Linked DNA regions of Sus scrofa: regions 1 and 2 are each linked to region 3. Evidence: chromatin contacts called from public Hi-C and HiChIP or PLAC-seq data. All regions are on one chromosome and are shown on one strand. Each heading gives the region's core, a stretch centred on a gene start, on an enhancer-like site or on the middle of the called end of the contact. The rest is flanking DNA. Distances are from core to core; before and after follow the strand shown. Region 1 has its middle 57 kb from the start of ZDHHC7. Region 2 overlaps TLDC1 (TLD domain-containing protein 1). Region 3 overlaps USP10 (ubiquitin carboxyl-terminal hydrolase 10).

Region 1 (2,700 bases), core at 10-2,509, 180 kb after region 3:
TGCTGACTGTGTGCCAGGCACTGTTCTAGTGCGTGCATGTGTCTGTGGGTTTCTGAGTGTGTCGGGGTGTGTCTGTGTCAGGAGTAGGTGATGGGGTCACACAGGTGATAAGTGACAGCGCTGCCCCGGGGGGTGGGGGGCAGGGGAGTTCTTATTGTCACTGGCACTGGGCCACCCCAGCTGAAGGAGCAGCCACCGCCTCGGCTGAACCTCAGGGTTGCATTGGCAATTAAAGTCTTTCACCCTGGGAGTGACACGTCCCCGCCACCAGGGGCTGGAAAGTGCAACTGCAGTCCCGCCAGGTGCCCAGAAGAGAGGTCCAGAGATGCCCGGTGACCATCACTAACGTCTGCCATCATGGCACTGTGGGCATTGTGTGGCCCTGGGGGTCAGCCGTAGACAAGGGAGACTCTGACGCTGATGGTGCAGCTCGGGACCCAGGCTGTGGATGAGCCGTGGCAGAATTAACCATTTCATTGCATCCTTGGCCAAGGCTGCCAATAATGCAGGGCTCCAGGGCGCCACCCAGGGCCTCGTGACCTCCTGGGGATGAGCTGATGCTTGAGGACAGCTGGCCTCTGACCAGGGGGCAGGGCGATGGCAAAAGCCCCGTGGAGGCAGGCGGTGTCCTCTCCAGGAGCTGCGGGAGCAGAGAGCACGGAGAGCGAGATGAAGCCAGAAAGGTCAGCAGCCAGATCCTGCTCGGCCTTGTCAGCGGGTTGACAAGGCCTGTATCCCCAGACCCTGGCGAGCCCTGGAAGCGGTCAGAAGGGAGTGGCGCGGGGGTGCTGGGCAGCGCCCTCTGGTGGCCGTGCGAGGAGTGACCTCTTGAAGGCTCGAGGACTTGGCCCGGGCTGGGTTCCCAGCCTCCCTGGAGGGCCTGCGGATAGAATCCTTCTGCGACTGCCCGCCCCGCTCCTGCTGGTGGACACAGCTCACAGGGGCCAGCCTCCCACATGGCATGCCACCAAGCCACGCCGTCCCGGAGACGGCGGACAGACACAGACAGCGAGAGGCCAGGCTGGCCTGGGTGCTCTCCAGCGGGTGCCTGGTCTGGGTCTGACTTCAGAGCACGGGGAGGGAGGGGCCCATCCTGGGTAACCTCAGACTTACAGGGCTGTGCTCGTGAGTGTTCCGACGACAGACACCCACCGGGAGGGACAAAATGACGGCGGCGCCCATTCCCCACATCACCGAAGGCAGATAAACCCCAAGTCGGGGATCCGTGGGCCTGTGGCCTGTGTCTGCGGGAAAGTGCAAATGCTTATCACAGGCAGGGATGAGTCACGGCTTGGGTTCTGCCTCAAAGGACAGCCTCGAGCAGGAGACGTTTATCAGCTGTTTTTCTGCTTTATTTTCTTCGTTTCAGACAGGATCCGTGGAGCCAAGTGAATGTTTTGGAAAGGGGAGATGTTTTTCCCCTTCCCTTTTGGAGAGTATGACAGAGCCAAAGGGGTGGGGTGGGGGCCCCGAGTCACCCCTTGAACCCCTTTTCTCTCCCCAGGCCTCAGTATCTGCCCTTCCACAGAGACCAGGCACCCGCCCACTTGTAGAGACGTTTTGTTCCCGTGAATAGGCTCCGCTCCTTGCTGGTGACTGGCTTTATTTCTACAGAGAAAGAAGACGGAGAAATAGCCCAGTAATTTTCTTGGGGAGGCCCCCTCAGCACCCCTTCTGCTTTCACCACCAGGCTACGAAATGTGCCTTGTTGCTCAGGGCGGAGGAGAATGACTACAAAGGTGTAAACAGCTTTGAGCAGAATAACGTTTTTGAGTTTTCGTTTTTTCTTTTTAATGATAGTTGATTTATAGTGTTCCTTCAATTTCTGCTGTAGAGCGAGGTGACCCAGCCACCGCCCCCAGCCACACGGCTCCCTGCACTGCGCAGCCGGACCCCATCACCCATCCGTCCTAAATGCAACAGTCTGCATCTACCGACCCCAAACTCCCCGTCCATCCCCCCTTCCCTCCTCCCCCCTGCACACACAAATCTGCCCTCCATGTCCATGATTTGGCTCTGTTTTATAGGTAGATCTTTTGTGCCATATTTTAGACTCCACATATAAGTGATCTCATATGGTGTTTGTCTTTCTCTTTCTGACTCACTTCACTTAGTATGAGACTCTCTAGTTCCATCCATGTTGCTGCAAGTAGCACTACTTTGTCCTTTTTTATGGCTGAATAATATTCCATTGTGTATATATACCACATCTTCTGAATCTCTTCCTCTGTTGATGGACATTTGGGTTGTTTCCATGTCTTGGCTATTGTGAATAGTGCTGCAGTGAACATATATCTTTTTGTCTGGATAGATGCCCAAGAGTGGGATTGCTGGGTCATATGGTAGTTGTATGTGTAATTTTCTAAGGTACCTCCGTACTGTTTTCCACAGTGGTTGTATGAGTTTGCATTCCTAGCAACACGGCAGGAGGGTTCCCTTTTCTCCACACCCCCTCCAGCATTTGCTATTTGTGGACTTATTCATGATGGCCTTTCTGACTGGCACCTCATAGTAGTTTTAATTGGCATTTCTCTAATAATTAGTTCCGTTGAACATCTTTTCGTGTGCCTGCTGGCCATCTGTTTGATTTCTTTGGAGAAATGTCTCTTTAGGTCCTCTGCCCCTTTTTCAATTGGGTGGTTTGGTTTTTTGTTGAGTTGTATGAGTTGTTTGTATATTTTGGAGATTAAGCCTTTGTCG
Region 2 (2,700 bases), core at 158-2,657, 160 kb before region 3:
AGACGGATGCCCGCAGTGACCTTTCCAGGAAAGAAGGGCCCGTCGCCTCTGCATCCCTGAGAGGAATCCCCTTGAGTGGCTGAGGACCTTGGTACCCTTTCTGGGGCGTCCTCCACGGCCGCTCTCGACCTTCTATGTTCTGGAGTCTGGCTTCCGGCTTCCCTTGCCCAGGCGAGGCCCTGCTCTGGGCACCCCAGCCGCTTCCTGGCTGCAGTGGTGGAAGGAGAGGCGGGGGAGGGTTCGGGCCATCGTGTCATCGGGAGGGATGTCAGAGCCAAGGGTCAGGAGTGGGGAGGAAGCCACCTGCCTGAGCAGCTGCTGGAAACCGTGGCTGGGACTCCGAGAACGCGATCTCGTGGCTAAAGCAACATCATGGCTGTGCATTCGGGGGACAGAATCTTAAAGCCAACTGACTTGTTCCTTGTCAAAGTGACGGACCTACCTTCCCGAAACAAAAAGCAAGACATCACACACACACCCATTGTGCCTCGGGGCTGGCGGGGGGGTCCCGCAAGACCACGCCCACATTCACAGACCCGCTGGAAGAACTGGTGGGTTTCAGTAGCGTTACTGCCACAGTGAAGATGTGTTTACAGTGACGGAGTCAGGACACGCGGCCAGGTCTTACAGGAAAGGCCCACGGCTGGATACGATCGTCTGAAAGTCCTGTGTCTCCTCAGAATCCCTCTTGGAGCCTTAACCCCCAAATGGGATGGCATTTAGAGATGGGCCTTTCGGGGTCCACATGGAACGGGAAGATCTGAACTCATGGCAGAGATGAGAACAGGATTCGGCTAGTTCCTCGGTTGATTAAACAAAGCAATCGACACCTAAGGACAGACGTGCAGACGCGGTTCTGAGCTGCCCATGGTGCTTTGCGGCCCCGTTCCCGGCACTGGCGATGGGGCCCCTCACCCGGACCAGGCGAAGAGAAAGTTCTCCTTGCTCTGACCTGGTCCAGACACCCCTCTGCGCCGCCATGCAGTGTGGGGACCCCTTTGGGGCACCGGGCTGCCCTGCTCGGCCCTCACCCCACTCCTCCCCTGGGCCACGGGCTCTGTCTGCAGGCACCCAGCAGCACAGAACTGAAAGGCGTTTGCTCCCAGCGCCCACCCCACCCCCGGGCTCCCCGCTAGACATCCTGCCCTGGGAGTGCCTCTGCCTTCATTTTATTCAGTCCTCCTGGACTTTTTCTGTCTATTCTCGTTTCCCAGCCTGTGGCTGCCCCTGATGTGGTTCTGGGAAGACTTTTGAAATACCTTCTCTTTGCGTGGGAAGAGCACCTTTCTGGCCAGGTCTGGCTGGCTGGCTCACAACTCTTTTGGTTGCAGGTAACACAAACCCAGGGCTGGCTCTGTGAGCACAGTCACAGGGCCCGGCCTAGGAGCGCCCCCATCAGTTTCATGCTGTTGTCGCCACCTTAAAATTCTTACAAATGGTGGAACAGGGGGCCCCACGGTTTCCTTCGCACTAAGCCCCCAGCATTACGTGGCGGGTCCTGCATAAAGCCATTCTAGAAACTTCAGTTACCAAAGGAGATTTACTGGAAGGTCAAGGGGGCGTCTCAGAGACCCCAAAGACGAGAATGTGGTTGGGCCTCAGCGCACTGGAAGCAGAGCCTGGAAAACCAGGAGGTTTCCTTCCCTTTCTCTCCCCGCCTCCCCCTCGAGCTCCGCTTCCTGCACCCCACCTCACTGGCTCTCTGAGCAAGACGGCTCGGCTGCTGGCCCCACCCAGGATTTCGCCTCCTCCGCTCCAGAACCGGCCTGATGGAGTTTCATGGGGCAGAGATGCTGATTGGCCCAGCAGGGTCAAGTGTGCAGCCGTGGTGCGCTCCGTTCCGGCCCAGGGGGCAGGGTCCCACCCACACTGGCTTCCAGAAAGCAGAAAACAAGAGTCAGCAGTTGGCAAGAAACAAATCTGCCCTGAAACTTCCCGTGACATGCAGTCACCAGCCCCCTGGCTGCAGCGGCCCGGAATTTATGGCTTCACCACCTCGTGCTCACTCTCCCATAAACTTCCCTTCTAGGCAGCAGCGCCTCAAAACCCCTTTGGTGATGGATTAGTTGACCTTTGACCTTAAGTCCATTTCCCGCTGAGCTATTGATCTGAGCAAATCCTATCTCCTCACGCCCTTTCCCTTCTTCTCCAATTTAAAAATAAACCAAACTGAAAGAAACAAACACAGCTCCACAAAGAGGCTGGGTGAACAATACAGAGATCTGTGAGATGGCTGGTCTGGGAAGAAGCTACACACACACACACACACACACACACACACACACACACACACACACACACGAACGTGCGTTTTCTAAGACTCTGTAAACGAGCTATGTATCTTCAGCATCTGTCCCTCGTGACTCACAGCAAAGCATCTCTGGGGCGCCTTCAGAGTTCTGTGCGGGACAGAGAGCAGCCGCCCCAAAGGAAGCGGATCAGACTCTGGGAGATCAATCTTCTCCGCTTCCTTCCTCTGAGATGATTACGAGGAAAGCGCTCGGCGGCCCCGCCGGGAACAAAGGGCCTGTGTGCGGCGAGCGGCCCCCACCCGACCCCTCATGCATTATGAATTGTGACCTCATGATCATTTCATGAAGCTTTCCACGGCCTGACGCCGCTGCGGCCCATCCACAGGCTGCACCCTGCAGAGCCCCCCAGGCCCCTTCAGGCTGCGGGCCCCCGTCGCTGGGGACCGCT
Region 3 (2,700 bases), core at 3-2,502:
TAGCAGTCAATCTTAGAACATTTCATTACTGCGGAAAGAAACTCCACGCCCATCAGGCGTGACTCCCTACCCCCCCCCCCCAGCCTGGCAGCCGGTTTGCTCTGTCTCCAGGGAGTGGCCCCCCCTGGACGTTTCACATGGATGGACTCCGGCAGCGTGTGGCCTCTTTCACCCAGTGTGATGTGTTCAGGGTCCATCCACGTGGTTGCCCGTGTTAGTCTAAGGACGTTTCTGAACCCGTTCCATAGTCCTGGTTCCGCCTGGGAGGTCTTCTGGGAGCTGGGAAGGACTTTGGAGGTTGTATAGTTTGGCATATCCTCACTTGAGAGATGAGATTAAAGCTTTTATCACTCGGAGCCGTTTATTAGCCCTTTCCGTTGCCTCCTATCTCCCAAATTCAATTTCCTTGGGTTGGGAAAGACTTTGTGCTTCTCCCTCTTGTCGCTGTGTGTGGTTCGGTCATTGAACCCTGTGAGGCCCAGCCTGCTCCTGTCTGTCCCGGGGATGCTGTCCCTGGGGCCGGGCTCCGATGCCCTGGAGCCAGGGCGGCACCGTGTGCACACACAGCAGAGTTTCTTGGTCAGACCTGTGTTAGTGCTTTTACCTCAGGGGCTGATCTCCCACATCCCCAGTCCTTTCGAAGGCAGGGGGCCTCGACTGGGGGGCCCCTGCCCAGTTACTGCCCTTTCTAGGGCTCAGGCTTTGGGAGTTGAGCGGAAGGCTCCGCGCTGCGCTCCAGCGCCCCCTGGCGCCCGGCCGTGGTGGTCGCCCTCTGTCCGTTTCTCCTCTTGGGGCGGAAAGCGCTCTTTGCCGAGGCTTCGTGGCCTCTCTGGAGATCTGTGGGCCGTGCGGGCAGATGTCTTCCTTCGCCCGGCCTCCCTTGGGCTGAGATTGGGTCTTTGCTCTGCCTGTGGCACAAACACCGGTGTTTCCCGTTCTGCCTGCCCTTTAGCCAGCGGCGCAGCCGGGGGACCAGGCCTCCGTCTCCCCCGAAGACCAGAGCGGCCCCGCCCAGCTGCGCCGCCCCGAGCGGCGTCGTGTCTGCACCCTGACCGTGCTGTGGGTTGGCCCCGTCTGCCAGATGTGTTTCTTTTAGATATACTTTTCATGTTCATTCTAGAAAGGATCCTAAAATGATCAAACGTGAACTGTGGGAGATCAGAAAGCTGGAGCTGGGCTTTGTTCCTGGCTCAGCCTAGAGCTGCACCATTTCCCAGGCCCTGGGCTGTGTCCCACCCCCGCTGGCCTTCCCTGCAGCGGCCACAGCCCCCCCCCCCCCCCCCGGGGTGGGGGGAGAGGAGGGTTTGTGAGGAGCATTTGGGGTTGCTTGCTCCCACTTGTAACTCGTTTATTCACCTTCCTCTGCTGGGCAGCCCTTCAGACCTAGGGAACTCTGCGGGCTTGCCTTACAGCCGAGGGAGGCCTAGAGCTCTTAGCACCGTGTAAACAGTCACTTCGGCCTGGGTGGGCCGGGCCTGCCCTGGGCGTGGCTGCCCCCTTCACTGTCCTGGCTTTCAGCTGGCTCTGCTCCTGGAGGACAGATTCATGTGGTCAGGGGCATTTTCCCCCCACTAGCTTATAAATTCTGTGAAATCAGGTACAAAAGCCTTTTCTTTCATTTTTTTTTAAACCCTGTTTTTCCTAAAAACAGACTTTATTTATTTATTTTTTGGTCTTTTTGCCTTTTCTAGGATCACTCCAACGTCATATGGAGGTCCCCAGGCTAGGGGTCTAATTGGAGCTGCAGCCTCCGGCCTACACCACAGCCACAGCAACGCAGGATCCGAGCCTCATTTGCAGCCTACACCACACCTCACGGGAACGCCAGATCCTTAACCCACTGAGCAAGACCAGGGATCGAACCTGCAACCTCATAGTTCCTAGTCGGATTCGTTAACCACTGAGCCACGACGGGAACTCCTAAAAACAGACTTTAAAGTGTGTTAATTCTCCAGAGGAAGGGAAATACTTCACACACATATAAAGAGAGGGTAAGAAATTTCATCACAACTATTTTCAGCTTTAGCTTAAAAAAAAAAAAAAAGCCAAAAAACTATCTTGGGAGTTCCCGCTGTGGCTCAGCGGTTAAGTAATCTGACTAGCATCCATGACGACTCAGGTTTGATCCCTGGCCTCGTGCAGCGAGTTAAGGATCCTGCGTTTCTGTGAGCTTCGGTGTGGGTCGCAGACGTGGCTTGGATCCCTCGGTGCACTGGCTGTGGTGTAGGCGGGTGGCTACAGCTCCCATTCGACCCCAGCCTGGGAACCTCCATATGCCACTGGTGCGGCCCTAAAAAGACCAAAAAAAGAGAAAAAACACAAAAAACACAACTATTTGGAAATGATTTCAAATTTATCAAAGTTGCTTTTTTATTCACATTGACCTGTTACGGTTGGACCTCACTTGCTTAATCATTTGTGTGCCCTTAAGCTCTCGCTCCACAAATTCCCAGACTCCGCACACGTGCACGAACACACAGACCCTTTTTCCACCCTTTGAGATTTGAGGGAGGATTGGTGACATAGCTGGTGACCCTGCACCCCTATCAGCTTGAAGGCGTATTTCCTGTGACCGGAACGTTCTCTTACATAACCTCAGGGGACAGTCATCTCGTCATAAGTCTGCACAGATGCAGTACTGTTCTCTGACCTACTGGTCTTTACAGCGTGTCCCTTCCAGGGCCAGTCTAGGGTCAGGTG

What was found. A called contact is a pair of places that touch in the nucleus more often than the background predicts. HiChIP or PLAC-seq counts read pairs in DNA pulled down with a chosen protein or histone mark.
Region 1: a Hi-C map of retroperitoneal adipose tissue shows a contact between it and region 3, with 1.7 times the contacts expected there. The contact joins two enhancer-like sites. A contact is called at or near these places in 5 of 47 Hi-C or Micro-C datasets (embryonic fibroblasts, heart right ventricle, retroperitoneal adipose tissue and 1 more) and 1 of 2 datasets of contacts at active chromatin or transcription factors (alveolar macrophages).
Region 2: a contact with region 3 is called in an H3K27ac HiChIP or PLAC-seq map of alveolar macrophages. The contact joins two enhancer-like sites. A contact is called at or near these places in 4 of 47 Hi-C or Micro-C datasets (embryonic fibroblasts, fetal heart ventricle, omental adipose tissue and 1 more) and 1 of 2 datasets of contacts at active chromatin or transcription factors (alveolar macrophages).

The regions. Positions count from the first base shown.
Region 1 is chr6:3,841,895-3,844,594 of Sscrofa11.1, reverse strand. No RefSeq gene overlaps it. Among named protein-coding and RNA genes, the nearest start is that of ZDHHC7, 57 kb to the right of the region's middle. Within about 2 kb of position 1,259, at least 38 of the 83 cell types and tissues checked have an H3K27ac peak or open chromatin away from gene starts, as enhancers often do. A contact at or near this core is called in retroperitoneal adipose tissue and subcutaneous adipose tissue, where this site is marked.
Region 2 is chr6:4,176,353-4,179,052 of Sscrofa11.1, reverse strand. The region is part of intron 1 of TLDC1 (TLD domain-containing protein 1); the gene reads right to left. Among named protein-coding and RNA genes, the nearest start is that of TLDC1, 7.9 kb to the right of the region's middle. Within about 2 kb of position 1,407, at least 54 of the 83 cell types and tissues checked have an H3K27ac peak or open chromatin away from gene starts, as enhancers often do. A contact at or near this core is called in alveolar macrophages, embryonic fibroblasts, omental adipose tissue and 1 more, where this site is marked.
Region 3 is chr6:4,017,558-4,020,257 of Sscrofa11.1, reverse strand. All of the region lies in intron 1 of USP10 (ubiquitin carboxyl-terminal hydrolase 10), which reads left to right. Among named protein-coding and RNA genes, the nearest start is that of USP10, 25 kb to the left of the region's middle. Within about 2 kb of position 1,252, at least 45 of the 83 cell types and tissues checked have an H3K27ac peak or open chromatin away from gene starts, as enhancers often do. A contact at or near this core is called in alveolar macrophages, embryonic fibroblasts, omental adipose tissue and 2 more, where this site is marked.